5 separate regions of the Mus musculus genome follow, and regions 2, 3, 4 and 5 are each linked to region 1. The links are chromatin contacts, called in public ChIA-PET, HiChIP or PLAC-seq and promoter capture Hi-C maps. All regions are on one chromosome and are shown on one strand. Each heading gives the region's core, a stretch centred on a gene start, on an enhancer-like site or on the middle of the called end of the contact. The rest is flanking DNA. Distances are from core to core; before and after follow the strand shown.

Region 1 (2,700 bases), core at 103-2,602:
AAAAAGGTCTTGCATCATGTATGGACGTAGAGAAAATTCACTTGGGGTCACTACTAACTGCAGTTCTCAGATTTAATCAAGGTTCAAGGGAGAAGAAAAGAAAAGCAATATGGGGGCTGGTGAGATGGCTCAGTGGGTAAGAGCACCCGACTGCTCTTCCGAAGGTCCAGAGTTCAAATCCCAGCAACCACATGGTGGCTCACAACCATCTGTAACAAGATCTGACGCCCTCTTCTGGAGTGTCTGAAGACAGCTACAGTGTACTTACATATAATAAATAAATCTTAAAAAAAAAAAAAAAAAGCAATATGGATAAGAATAAGAAGCTGGGTCAGCAGCAGGTTGATACATCAAAAGTGGCCAATCAGAAATTGAAAGGACAGGTGGTGGAATTGAGAAACATGGTGAGATGTGCTGAGGCTCTGGGGGAACGGGTTCTATGTTAATATGGAATGAAGGCTACAATGTACTAAAGGATGCTTTCCCCACCTCTGGAACCTGAAGGAAGTTCTATTTTACAGTGATGACAATAAAGCATCCATTATATTAAAACTGGCAGTTGGTCAAACACATTTTAAGTCCAAATAAAATAGAAAATGTTTATAAATAATGTAAATAATAAATGTAAATGTAACATACGACATGGGATTTTCATTGGAACTCTTGGGTTTGACCACAATTACTCTCATGATGAACCTTTTATCACCTAACCATCACCTAGGATACCTGAGGCCAGAGGATCAGTGAAAACGCATCTGGAAGCACCGGGTGAATCAGGGCACCACAGAGTCTCTAGCTACTCACTGCAGAACTCGGAACGTTATCCTGAAGCCTGCATTTGCACACACCTTCACTGGTGATGTCTGAAAAAGGGGTTTCCCATCGCAAGCCTTCTGGGCTCTCTGTGCGTCCCGCGAGGAGTAAAACTTGATGATGGCGTAGAAACCAGGACGAGCCACTGCAGCGTTCGGGAAGACTCGGACTGAATACAGAAGGCCAAACTGAGAGAACACTGTGAACAGAGAATGCTGTGGGAGGCCCACCAGTGAGTGCTGACCCCCTACCTCACTTCAAGCCCAGATCCCGCCCTTCTCCGCTGGAAGCACTCCCTTCACTGGGGCTTCATCTAAGGAGGAGACAAGCCCTCGCTGGCTCCCCGTTCCTCTGCGCCCACGCGGGGCCCACGCCTCCTGTCCCCCCACTCCCTTCCCCTGCCCTCTCCGCGCAGCCCCTCACACTTAAGGCTTCGGCTGGGGGCCCAGTGCTCAGATCCCACACCAACAAAACTTTGTCGCTCTGGGTGGGAACTACGAAAGAGATCAACTCCGCCATGGTAAAGCCAGTGCGCCTGCGCAAGCTACTACCGCGAAATTTAAACCCTCACAAGTAAAGGGCGGAGCTTAACGATTTCCTTAAAACTTCCCACAAAGCACATATTTAAAATGTTTCCACCCCACATTAGCTCCAGTGCTACACTCTTTTTTCTTTTTTTTTTTCCTAAGATTTATTTATTTATGTGGTTGCTGGGACCTGAACACAGGGCCTTTGGAAAAGCAGTCGGTACTCTTAACCACTAAGCCATCTCTCCAGCTCTGGCGCAAACGAGAACTCAGTTATCGTGTACACAACCCAATCAGGATACAAACTAACGAAAGTTAAGAAGAAGAAAACACAGACATATTTAAAAAGCTGGACTGCCCTACAATCACCATGCTCTGACTTTAAAACCAACTTTACTCCCCAGAGGGGGTGCACCGTTCCTGGAGGTACTGCAATACCAGGTCGATGCGTGGAGTGGACGGAGCAAGCTCCTATTCCAACTCCTACTTCCAAAAATCCATTTAATATATTGTCCTCGGATAGAGGACGTATCAGATATTAAACTGATAAGAACAGATACTACACTTGATCTTAGCCAAAAGGCCGAGAAGCGATACCGAACTACGCCCACACGCCCCATACACTCAACACCGACCACACCTTTAATTCACAGTCACCAACCAACCGACTCAAACATGCAGCCAACACAGACTCTCCTCTTCATTGAGTACACCACCTTTACGCCACGAAAAGCCTGTAAGATTCAAGGAGGCCGAGAAGTTTTGGTTGCAGTTTTTTGTTTTTGCTCCCAGAGTTCCACAGAGCAGTTATTTGCATGCCCCGCCCAAGCGCGCCGAAAGCTCGAACCTGGACTGCTTTTTCCGCTTCTGCGCTGTAGAGCGCAACCGGGGCGCAGAGGGGACGTATTGACCTTTCCCTGCGATACAACCAGGTTCTTCTTCGCAGTCTTTCAGACCACACCCACAACAAAAGGTCCTTGAGGAAAAGGGGCCTTTCGATTTTCTGCTTAATTTATTAGTTTACAGGCGATTCCGCTAGGCTCCTCCCTAGGATCAAGCAACCAGCTTATGGTGCTTCTTCAGGTGTGGTGATAACGACTGCTTCACCACTCCAGCTCTCTCTGTTCCCACGTGTTCCTTGCGGTCTCTGGCCCCAGCCCCCATTCTCTCCTTCTCTGTCCCCTGCTTTCTCTGCCCTCGTGACTCTGTTCCCCTCTGTCTGCCTATCTGTTCATCTACCTCAACCCCTTCTCCAAGCCCTCCCTCCCCTCTCTTCCCCCAAATAACTCCCCACCAGATCTGTTGCTTGGCGTCATTTCTCAAGGGGGCACTTTGGCATGGGTCAGCCAGGAACTCCCTA
Region 2 (2,700 bases), core at 164-2,663, 670 kb before region 1:
AAGAAGGTCTTTTGCCTGGTCCACCAAGTTAAATTCAGAACTAACGTGTGGTCTTATCCGCTTCGAAATATCTACCAAGAACCTCCATACATGTTTGCTGAAGAGCGAAGAACCAAAGATGGTCTCAAAGTACGTGATTCCAGAGTTTAATTTTATCTGAAGCTAGAGGCCTGGCACGCAAAAGTCTCGAGGCTGTAGACACGGCCACGTACATGTGAGCGCAGATCTAAACACCTTGGGTGGCTGAGAAAAGGACCTTTCCTCCCGAAGCTAAAGAGGCGAGAGATGGAGGGTAAGGCCACTCCCAGCGGAGCAGCTTTTAGTGTAGGCAGAGTCTGGCCAGTGCTAAGCAGTCTGTCTGAGAGGTGGAGGGTCCAGCGTGGGCTCCGGAAGCAGGAAAGGCGAGCAGGTGTGGGATCTAAATTAGGATAAGGGCGGGAGCGCGCTCGACTCAGAAGGGCGCAGCTTGCACTCCGCAGTGAACCTTCTCCCTTGGGTTCTTTTCGGTTCGGAGGCCTGGGGTGGCTGGTGACCCACTCCGAAACCCAGAGAACGAATGCAGACCAGCCCCTTTTAAGGTTGTTCCTTCCTGAGCGCCTAACTGCACCCCATTTCAAGCCCAGACTCTTCACACAACTGACTGTATGCCTCGCGGTCAAAGTGGGGGAGCGACCGGGGAGCAGAGCAGGGAACCCCGCGGGAAGGGCGGGGATGCCTGGGCCGGAAGGCGTCCCAGGCTCGGCTGGGAGCCGGCGCTCTCTTTCGACGCCACCCCGTTGCCTCCGCCCCCGAGCCGGCCGGGACGGCACCAAGTCTCCGCCCCTGGCGCACCGCGCACCTCACCTTGAACGCTGCCCCACCCACCTCGAGCCTATTGGGCCTCCCGGGCCGAGGACACTCCGCGATTGGCCGGACTCGTCTACGGAGGCCCCACCCATCTCCCCGCCCCAGGTCCCGTCCGCCGGTACTTTGGACGGCGGCGTGGCGCCCCTCCTCCCCTCCCGGTCCCCGCCCCCTGGAGCAAATGCTGCCGAGCTGCGGCCGCGGGGCAGATGCACGCGCTCGGGCCCTTCTAGCAGGCGCGAGCAGTCGCTGGGCGCGCGAAAGCGAAAGGAGGAAGAGGAAGGGAGGGCGAGGGCGGGGTGTTGAGGAGGGGCGGGAGGAGGAAGAGGAGGAGGTTGGAGCGCGCTCGCGCCTGGCCTCGCGCCCGCGCCGAGGGAGGGGGGAGAGGGGCGCGCGCGCGCACGCTCGCGTCCTCGCTCGCTCCATCCATCCATCCTCCGGTCGCGGCACGCGCGCGCGCTCCGGGCTCGCGCCGCACCCCCCGCCCGGGAGAGGCGGGCTGGAGTGGGGGGCGGGGGGAGGGGCGCGCGGACGGCGCGCGGACTGCGCGCGGGCGGGGTGAGGTGAGGAGGAGGAGGCGGCGACGGGACGAGAAGGGAGGGGAAGGGGCCATGGCCGCCCGGTGAGGCGGCGAGGCGGGGGGGCAGCCCGACCCCCCGGCCCCGGGCCCCGGGCCCCGGGGAGAGGCGAGGACGGACCGACGGACATGGGGCTCCGGAGCAGCCGCCGTCGCCGCCGCCGCCGGAGGACGCGGCCCTGAGAGGCCGCCGGGCCCCGGCGCGGCCCCCCGGGCGGGGTGAGTACAGAACAGGGACGGGGGAGGGGCCTGCGGGGGGCGGGGGGCGGGGCCCGAGGCGGGGCTTGGGCCCCCTCCCCCCAGGTCTGGGTCAGCGCCCCTTCCCCTCCCCCAGGGCCGACGCGGAAACGCCCGGCTTTCCCCGGCTTCCCGGCCGGGCCGGGGCCCCCCGGTCTCCCCCTGGCTGGGTCCTCCTTGGGCGGGGCAGGGCCGGCCGGGGAGGGGGCGCGGGGCCTTTGTTAGGGAGCCAGGCCCCAGCCCCCGGGACAATAGAGACACCCTCCCGGAATCCTCTCCCCGGCCCGTCCGGGATCTGGGCAGGCGGCGACCTAGTGGGGTCGGGACGCGTCCCACTCTGCTTACTCTCTGGGGGTCGGTCTGTCCCGGCCCGCCGCCGGCCTATGGGCGGCTCGGCTCTCCTCCCCCCAGTCGGTATGATGCAGCAGCAGTGCCGCAAGGACGGGAGAAGAGCCGCGACACGGCCTGCTCCCCTTCCCAGTGCCCCTGGCTCATTTGTCAGTCCCCACCCCACTCGAGGCCGGCAGCTTCTTAAACTCGTACCCACTCTTCAGTGGGGCCCCGAACTGTGGGCACTGTTTCTGAATCCTACGGTGGGGTTTTTGGACTTTGGGGCTCTTGGAGAGACTTCCGGGCTGGTCCTGAGGGAGGGAGGGTGCGATCTAAAAGAACAGGTAAGGGGAGTGCCCACTCGCGTGCGTACCACGGGGCTCTCCTCTGCTCACGTTCTTGGTGGCTGGAAATGCCCTTTGCCTGTAGGCTTCTCTGGGCTCTGTTCCTCTCGTAGAGTGGCAGGCTTATTTTAAGAGAAGACAGAGTGGGGTGAAGGTTGTAGGGTGTTAGGGCCATTCCTACTTCTGGTAGCAGTACCCCCCCAAGTGGACATCCTGGCTGAAAGCAGAGGTGACTATGACAGCCCTTAGGGAAACGGGGGTTGTCTTGAGGAGTCTGTGCAGTTCTTTGCCACACCCTGTGGGTTTGCTTTGAGGCCTTAGAGTTCCTTCTCCTCCCCCTGCTGCATTGCACCATGGGTATCAAAGAGG
Region 3 (2,700 bases), core at 172-2,671, 620 kb before region 1:
ATACTTTCTTTAAAAAAAAAAACCAAAAAAAAAATATATATATATACACATATATACATATAATGCACACACACAGTTTATCTGAACTACTCCTAGAAAGGGGAGATAGTAAAAGAGAGGCGACTGCTAAGGGAGACAAAGGCAGGGTCAGCATAAGGGTCTCAAGTAGCCCAAGTTGGCCTCAAGTCATTATTATGTTGATAAAGGTAATTTTCAAATCTTATATAAAAAAAATGATTGATTTAGTGGGGGTGGGGTACACTACTGCATGGGTGTGAAGGTGAAAAGAACTTGAGGGAGTCGGCTTCTTCCACCCTATGGGTCCTAGGGATGTAACTGAGGCATCAGAGACAACCACCTTTTACCTGCTCAGCCACTTCCCCAGCCCCTGACCTTGAACTCCTGACCCTTTCCTTTCCCAAAGGATGGGATTACTTGCCTACACCACCTCTGGAAACAGGCCTGAGTATTCTGCAACAGAATCTCAAAGGTTGGTCCAACACAAGAAAGGACCCTGCCTGAAACCCTTGTTTCTGAGGATCAAGCCAGTGATTTCTTTCTACAGAGGACCAAAGCCAAAGGCAAAGTTGCCAAGAGTGTGGACTGCCCCAGTCTACGGTTCTTCTTCCTGGACAGCAGACTCAGACGAGTGTCACACCCACAGCCTGGGTTTTTGGTGGGGGATTGAGGGCGTGTGGCATGGTAGCTGCTGCCTTTAATTCCCAGAACGCCTAAGGCAGAACTTTGAGTTCGAGGCCAGCCTAATCTACATACTGAGTTACAGGATAGCCAGGGGCAGAAAGCCTGTTTCAAGGACCCACCCTCCTCCCAAAAAAATAAAAACAGAGGAGGAGGCGGAGGAGGAGAGGAAGGGAAGGAGGGAGAGGAGAGTTGAATGTTAGTCACCCCAAGATCACGAGGTTGGGGGCAAAGATTCCAAAAGCCAGTGACGTTTGGGCTCGCAGGGATTGATGACTATTTTTCTGTCTGTCTGTAGGTCTGTATGTCCGGGGGAGGTACCTTTCACAAGGTCTCCTGCGCGTTGCGCGCCCTTCCTACCTAGCCCCCAGGTCTGCAGACTACACTCAGTCTCTACCAGGCAGATCCCGTCCTAGCAGACTAGCGAGCCCGGAGCCCAACCCGGAGTCCGGCTTCCCCGGGGCTGGAACGCCTCCTCCCCAGAGCCCGGGCGGCTTAGACGCGGCATTACCATAACGACAGGCCGTGGGCTCGGGCCGGCGGGTCGGCCCGGCCGTGTCAGACTCAAGGGTTCACCTCCAACTCGACCCAGACGTAGAGTAGGGAACTATGTCCGGTCGCATTCCCAGAGCAAGGTCCAAGAGAAGCGTCTTTAAGACCGCAGCGGAAACTGAGAGAGGGGCGCCTAAGAACGTGCACCCAGAGCGGCTTTCAAAGCCGCCGCCAAAACAATAGCTCCGCCCCCTTAAAGGGAAGGCACCAATTTTTATCCTGCCGACACAAAGTCCTTCTTCCTCGGGCCTTCCGCCGCAGCCTTAAAGGGAAAATCAAAGGTCTCTCGGTCGCCCCCAAGCGGTCCCTCTAGTCCAGCCGGCTGCCACGTTCTGGTTGAAAGGGAGCTTGGAGAAATCTTATACACTTTATTCTCCCTTCTTTTTTTTTTTTTTTTTTTTTTTTTTTTGTTGAGCACACTGGTGATTTGAGAGTGACTTCATCCTCACCAGAACGCAGCCGATCGTGTAGCCCAGGCTGCCCTCTAACTCACTTTGTAGCCGAAAATAACCTTAACTCCATATTGTTCTTCCTCTACCTCCCAAACGCTGGGGTGGCTGGTTTTATGTGGTGCTAGGGATGGAACCGGGGAGGGCGGCGGGGGGGGGGGGGGGGTTCACACTTTGTAGGCCAAGCTGATTGGTAGAGACAGGAAAAGGTAGAGAGCCTCATGCGCCATCATCCTCTGGTGAATGAGGAGGGATTGAACGATTTTGGGCCTTGCACGTGCTAAGCAAATGTTCAACACTAAGCTAATAATACGCCCAGCCCTAAAGAGTTTCTACGACAGAAAAATGTGTGCCTTCTTTGCATGTTAGAAAAATAGGCCTGAAAGCTGGGAGTGCATTCCAATGGTCAACATTGTACTAAGCGTCTTCAAGACTCTGGTCCCAGCTACCATACATACATACACTGCAGAAAAAACGAACAAACAAAAACATAAACAAAATTACTTTGGAGGCCATGCAGGGACTGGAAGGTAAGGCCTGGCTCAAGCATATAAGGCAAGTAAGACTGAATGAAGAGATCCGGGAAAGACAGGGTGTGTCTTTTCCTCAGAGCACAGTAGCCGTCTGAGCCATAGAAATATGACTAAATTGGTGGATTCTTCCTCAGAACAAGGCACATGTGTACAAACACATGATGCTTTGCACATAATTATAGGGGGGTTGTCTTCCTGAAGCCTCTAGTCAAGAACTCAGTCCCAGACAGGTGGTGGTGGCCCACGCCTTTAATCCCAGCACAGAAGGAGGCGGATTTCTGAGTTCAAGGCCAGCCTGGTCTACAGAGTTAGTTCCAGGAGAGCCAGGGGTACACAGAGAAACCCTGTCAAAAAAAAAAAAAAAAAAACCAAAAAAAAAACAAAAAACAAAACAAAAAAAAAACCCTCAGTCCCCTGGAATTCTAGGAAGCAAAATGGTATAGCAGTTAAACTGTAGATGCTGAAGT
Region 4 (2,700 bases), core at 116-2,615, 620 kb after region 1:
TTAATTTCAATTCAGGCATGACAGGAAAACGTTGGTAATGACAAAGCACTTTTAACAAGCCGGAGGAAAAGCCTTCCACCTCTGCAGCTTCCTGCGACTCATCCCCATCCTCAAAGACAACTGCCTTCTTCTATCTGTCAAGTCTCTCCTAGGAGCCTGAAGGCTTCCGTTCAGGTCAGCAGCTGGCGCTATCAGTGGTACTGAAAATGCAATTATTTATTCGCGATAAGCTCCCCGCTCAGCTTCGGTACAGCAGCATCTGCAGTATCTATCCTCAACAGATCATCATGCACTGCATCACTTTTAATGTCGTAACGTCATGCAAATTCCATGTTAATCGATAGATAAGACTGATGTTTCCGAGAAGATTTGCCCTTCGGGAAGGCAGGAAGACATTTTGAGGAACCCGAAAAACAAATCCTTTCGGCATTAGGTGTTCAAGGAGAGCAAAATAACACACTCGACTAAAAGCAAGCATTTCTCAAGAGATTATGTGGGTTGACTTAAGAATATGAATCACCCACATAAGCTATAACCAGTCCTTTCCACCTTGAACGAGGATAGATGCCACAACCTCAAAATAAATGAAATCATGTCTGACAGGCATAGCTGACAGGGCTGACAGGGCTGACAGCCTCCAGTGAGTTACCGCCCTCCTCCTGTTCCTTCATGATTACAGGCCTCTCCAAGACTATCTCTACCCCCACTGAAACCAAACACAATACGAATTTGGAAAAGCGGTTTCCAGGGGTCGCGAAATGAAGTACGAAGAAAGTAATTCTGCAAAAGGGTGATCCAAACCCAAGGTCCTCCCAGGAGGACTCTCGCTCGGATTCTCCAATCCTCCCTTTCTAGCAGGGAGCATTTGTCGTTCACCTCTTCGTTTCTAAGCTGCACAGTGAGAGCGCAGAAATTTTCTGGACCAGGCATAACCTGTCTCCTGGTTAGGGAAGAAATCCCCAAATTGTAAGACCCTTTAAGAAATCCCCCCAGATCACTCTGCCTATCCGATCTCTTCTGTCCTTTCGCCTCCTCCTCTCCCGGGTCATTCCTGAGCAGTGGCCCTCCAGTTCCTCTGCCCACAGGAAGGGTGTCCGAAGAGGGAGATGAGCCCCCCATATTTTTCTCAGAGACCTAAGATCCTGGCTAATTCTTCTGACAAGCATCCGAGGTATCCGAGTGCGCTCCACGTCCCCTCGAAAGCCACTCGGGGAAGCGCTCTTTCTACAACCCCAGCTCACCTCTCGCCGGCTCCGCCGCCGCCGCGACCGCAGCCGCCGCAGCAAAGCGACCCCGGCTCAGGCTGAGCAGAGTCGCCGACCAGCGTACGCAAGCAAGGCTCCGCCCCCACGCCACCGTCGAGTCCCGCCCCCGAGATGATTTCATCTCAGTTGACCAATAGGATGCTGCCTCTCCCCTGCTGCCGCAGTGCAGAGTCTATGGGGCTCGGGCGAGTCCTGGTGTGCAGTCGCCATCTTTGTTCCGGCGTTGTGATTTCTATCCCAGTTTGGAAGTCATCTGGGCTGGGCGTGTGACTTTTGAAGTGTTTGCCTTTTGAGCCCATCAGAATCCTTTCTCTCTATTATCCTCGGAGCAAGGTTACCTGCCATCTCTACTTTCCAGAGAACCAATTCACAACTTTTTCTTGGAGAAAGCAGCATGAAAGAAATGGGCACATTATAGAATGATCTGAGAGCTTGAAGGGAGCCTCAAAGCTAGTCTTCTTTACGTATACGCATCCTATGTCGTTCTTAGACCTCTGAAAATATTTGAGCCCCAGACTGGAGAGCGACTTAAGATAAGTCCTATATTAGAGACATAGGATCTCGTCCACTTACAAAGTATCGGATTCATTCTTCCAGCAGCTACCTAGGATTTACACTTATCCAAATTGGAAAAAAAAAAAAAATCCCCGGAAGACCACATGTTGACAAAGTAATTATTTTTATCTTGCTTACTAGGTTTCTGTGAACCCATCTGACCACGTAGGAGTTTTCAGTTCCTCATATATCTTTTGAATGCAAAATAATACCTACCTTTTTTTTTTAAAGCTCCTTTTCTAAATATTGATAGAGTCCTTTCCCCCCAATTAAAGAAGAGTAGGGAGTCAGCAGAAACATCAGGAGGAACTTGGAGAACTGGTCAGTCAGTCTCTGTGGGTGGCGGAACTCATTGAGATTCAAGTGTAGTGAAGGAGGTATTTCGGATTTAAAAAAAAAAAAAAAAGCAACTTGTACTGATAATTTTTATCTGCTTGGCAGAAGTATTACAAAACGTGTTTTGTGAGCCCGAACAAAATGATGGACACAGTGAACATTTTATTTGAATTTTTCTACTGCACATGGTAATTGAAGGTATTGCTTCATTACAATTCTCTCGAGAAGCAGCATTTCTGAGACCTAGGCTTTACGGTTTTCACATTCTGAAGCTCCTTCTACAGGCAGGGACCCACAATTGAAATCCTGCCAAGTATTTCACAATGACTGTCACTTCCTTCCTCGTAGACTTAGAAAAAAAAAGCTAACCTCAGAGTCAGCTGCTTCCTAACCGCAAACAAGTGTTTCATACACTACCTGTAAGAAAGCCTATCCCGGACTATAGTTCACTTGAGTTGTTTCTACACCCCACGCCGTGGTTTCCCTGAAAGTACATCCTCTTAGAGGTCCAATAATAATAATAATAATAATAATAATAATAGTT
Region 5 (2,700 bases), core at 154-2,653, 770 kb before region 1:
AAAGGAACCCTGGGTAACCGGAGACTGGGCATCAGGTGGGCATGATTTCGGGAAGAAGGAACAGGGCTGTGGTTTATGTTCACGCAAGTGGGACTGGCAAGAAAGGACAACTCGGTCCCACACCCAGGAGCACTAAGAGCCAAGACGAAGCACCCCATTGGACATGGAGGCTGCAGGTGGAGAAGGCAGCTGGCATGGAGATCCCAGAGGGAGTGGCAAGGACAGGTGGGGGCTTGGGAGAGAGCCTGCACAGCTGGTGGCTTTCTGGCCTCAGGGCAGGGCAGGCAGGGTGAGTCACTGCAGCCTTGAAGTGGGAAGGATTACTTTCCGGTGTCCAAGAAAGAGGAGAATTTTCCTAGCCCTGCAACTGCCCCACCCTCAGGGATTTAGGGATCTGGGCTCCCAGTCTTTACTTGGGGCCCCAGTTTCTGCAATTAGGCCTTGGGTGCTCCCTACAGCGGGGTAGTGCTCTCGACCTTCATTGGATGGGTTCAGGGCCTTTGTGCACAATTGGTCCAGCCACAGGCTGCTGCTACCTAGAAACACCATCATTGCTTTATGAAGGGTTGAGCATAGTAAAGTCTCTTAGGAAAGCTCCACTCCAAGACGCTAAGCAGGCAGGGGTGGCAGAGGGGACTTGGAGGACATTCACCCCCAACCCCATTGAGCTCCCTTTGCCCACCCTGCCCCCACTGCCAGGAAGAGAGCCAGCCATCCTCCCTCCTCCCCCCTCTCATACACAATGTCACTTCCTGGTTCTCACAGGAAACTGCAGTGCCAATTAAACTCTCTTCATCCCCCAAACCCCAGTCTGGGCATAGGCCTGGCTTAGCCAAGAATAAGGACCAGACATTCCAGCCCGCCTCCCGGTTCCGGGCCTAGGAAGGATAGAGAGCGCGGTCCTCCCTGCCCTGCCTTTTCTCAGTGTCTGCAGAGCATCCTCATGGGCATGCTCAACCCTTAGATTTCTCAGCCTGCTTCAACCTCTCTCATCACCCCACCCCGACCGCCAGCGGCGCCCACCTGCACACGGTGATCAGGTTCCTGCGCTCCACGATCACGTTGCGGGAAGATGCTTTCTTGGAGGGCAGCCCCAGAGCCATGGTGGTCTGGACAAAGCTCGCTTCCATCCAGATGTGCGGCCACTGCTGTCGCCGCCCGCTGCCCCCCACCCCACCCGGCGCCCCGGCCCGCCTCGCAGGATCACGGCTGGGCCGTCTGCCCCCGGGGGCCCTTCGTCTTCTTCACTGCCATCCCTCGGCCTCGACGCCTAAGGCCGGCCCCTTTGCTCCCTCCCCCGGCAGCGATTCCGGAGCAAAACAAGGCCGGGGAGGGAGCTCTCCGAGGTGCTGAGCCGGAGCTCGTCACCCCCTCCCCCAGTCGCCCGTCCCCCCTCCTCGGCCGGTGACGTCAGGGCCATAAGCCCCGCCTCCGGCAGCCCGGGACCAATCCGCAAAGGGCGCAGAGTTTTGGGGGAGGGGAAGGACCGAGGCCCTTGAGAGAGCGGAGGGGGTCCCCCGGAGAAACAACGGAGACTGTGTAGAGAAGGGCCCTTTCTCCACCCCCACACTCAAGGCTGGGGATCCTCGTCTGGTGTCTCAGCTTTGACGCTTCTTTCCCTTGTTTCTGGCCTGAAGTCGGTGCTATCTGTCTCAGATTTCTCATTGTACCCTAAAGAATGGAGACCCTTACCTCCTGCATCCTTATGCCAGCCCTGCCCCCCATCCACTCATCCCAGGCTTGTCAGCCCGGCCCAGGCCACTTCCAGAGACTGCAGGTGGCCTTAAGGTGCTAACCCTTCTGAAACTAAAGGCTGCCACAGAAGCTGCCTCTTCTGTCAGTCTCTGCGGGTTGTATTTATCTGCGCTAGCCAAGCAAGCCAGTCTCTCTACAGGTGGAGGATGGGAACTCAGCGAAACCATTTAGTCCAGAGCTTGGAACCACTCAGGATAGGGATTTGGGGTTACCAACAGTCTGGCGTCCTGGACTTCATGGGGTTCTTAGCAGTAGCCACCCCACCGACCAGTAGATTTAAGGATTAACTCTTTGGCAGCCTACATTGATAGGGGGCCGGTCAAAAATGGTTTCGCTTTTAGCTGGGCAGGACTTGAAGGCATAGTTTGTTTTGGCTTCTGTGCTATCTTTGGATTCCAGGTTGCTCTTCACGTCTCTGCTTGCCCGCTCCATTCCTGGTAAACCACTTCCAGGATTTGAACATTGCCCGAATTCGATTGGGTCATTCCTTTTAATGTGGAATGTAAGGCTATACATTATGGATATCAATGACTTATCAGATCTGATTTGCATTATTTTCTCACATTCTATGGGTTGTCTTTTAAAATTGATACTGTCATTTGATACTCAAAAAACTTGAATTTCCATGAAGTGTCCAACCTGGCCTTTGTTGTCTGTATCTTTGGTGTCAAGTCCTAGAAATCACTGCCTTTGTATGTTTTTGTGTTTTGTTGGTTTTGTTGGTTTGTTTTATTTTGAGACAGGATCTCACTATATAGCTCTGGCTAGCTTGGAATTCCATTTGTCAGACCAGAGTGTTCTCAGATTCACTGAGATCCTCCTGCCTCTGCCTTCTGAGAATTGGAATGCCCTACCATGCCCAGCTCCTTTGTACGTTTTGAGATAGTCTTTTGGGAGGCTGGACTGGAACTTGATCTGAAGCCAAGGATAATCTTAAACTCTGGA

Evidence for each region. Promoter capture Hi-C pulls out the DNA fragments that hold promoters and counts their contacts. ChIA-PET counts read pairs in DNA pulled down with a chosen protein or histone mark. HiChIP or PLAC-seq counts read pairs in DNA pulled down with a chosen protein or histone mark.
Region 2: an RNA polymerase II ChIA-PET map of memory CD8 T cells shows a contact between it and region 1, with 8 read pairs. The contact joins the promoter of Atxn7l3 here to the promoter of Rdm1 in region 1. A contact is called at or near these places in 1 of 39 promoter capture datasets (liver) and 1 of 115 datasets of contacts at active chromatin or transcription factors (memory CD8 T cells).
Region 3: an H3K27ac HiChIP or PLAC-seq map of microglia shows a contact between it and region 1, with 4 times the contacts expected there. The contact joins the promoter of Hrob here to the promoter of Rdm1 in region 1. A contact is called at or near these places in 2 of 39 promoter capture datasets (both in liver) and 2 of 115 datasets of contacts at active chromatin or transcription factors (bone marrow-derived macrophages and microglia).
Region 4: a contact with region 1 is called in a promoter capture Hi-C map of pre-B cells, with 2.1 times the contacts expected there. The contact joins the promoter of Atp6v0a1 here to the promoter of Rdm1 in region 1. A contact is called at or near these places in 3 of 39 promoter capture datasets (liver and pre-B cells) and 1 of 115 datasets of contacts at active chromatin or transcription factors (embryonic midbrain).
Region 5: a contact with region 1 is called in an H3K27ac HiChIP or PLAC-seq map of microglia, with 6 times the contacts expected there. The contact joins the promoter of Rundc3a here to the promoter of Rdm1 in region 1. A contact is called at or near these places in 4 of 39 promoter capture datasets (hippocampal neurons, liver and pre-B cells) and 1 of 115 datasets of contacts at active chromatin or transcription factors (microglia).

What each region holds. Positions count from the first base shown.
Region 1 is chr11:101,626,601-101,629,300 of GRCm38.p6, reverse strand. Rdm1 (RAD52 motif 1) reads right to left here and starts at 1,352. Exons shown (of 7, transcript NM_025654.2): 1 at 1,237-1,352; 2 at 849-1,028. The coding sequence starts at 1,332. It overlaps LOC115487916 (a small nuclear RNA gene), which reads right to left and starts at 1,935; the gene lies at 1,745-1,935.
Region 2 is chr11:102,295,342-102,298,041 of GRCm38.p6, reverse strand. It overlaps Atxn7l3 (ataxin 7-like 3), which reads left to right and starts at 1,413. Exons shown (of 13, transcript NM_001098837.1): 1 at 1,413-1,639. It overlaps Gm33851 (cyclin-dependent kinase 13-like), which reads right to left and starts at 1,653. Exons shown (of 2, transcript XM_030246466.1): 1 at 865-1,653; 2 at 125-418. The coding sequence starts at 1,277. The coding sequence ends at 346.
Region 3 is chr11:102,247,603-102,250,302 of GRCm38.p6, reverse strand. It overlaps Hrob (homologous recombination factor with OB-fold), which reads right to left and starts at 1,421. Exons shown (of 10, transcript NM_153544.3): 1 at 1,211-1,421. The coding sequence starts at 1,213.
Region 4 is chr11:101,008,106-101,010,805 of GRCm38.p6, reverse strand. Atp6v0a1 (ATPase, H+ transporting, lysosomal V0 subunit A1) reads right to left here and starts at 1,365. Exons shown (of 22, transcript NM_016920.4): 1 at 1,242-1,365.
Region 5 is chr11:102,392,106-102,394,805 of GRCm38.p6, reverse strand. Rundc3a (RUN domain containing 3A) reads right to left here and starts at 1,403. Exons shown (of 11, transcript NM_016759.5): 1 at 1,024-1,403. The coding sequence starts at 1,130.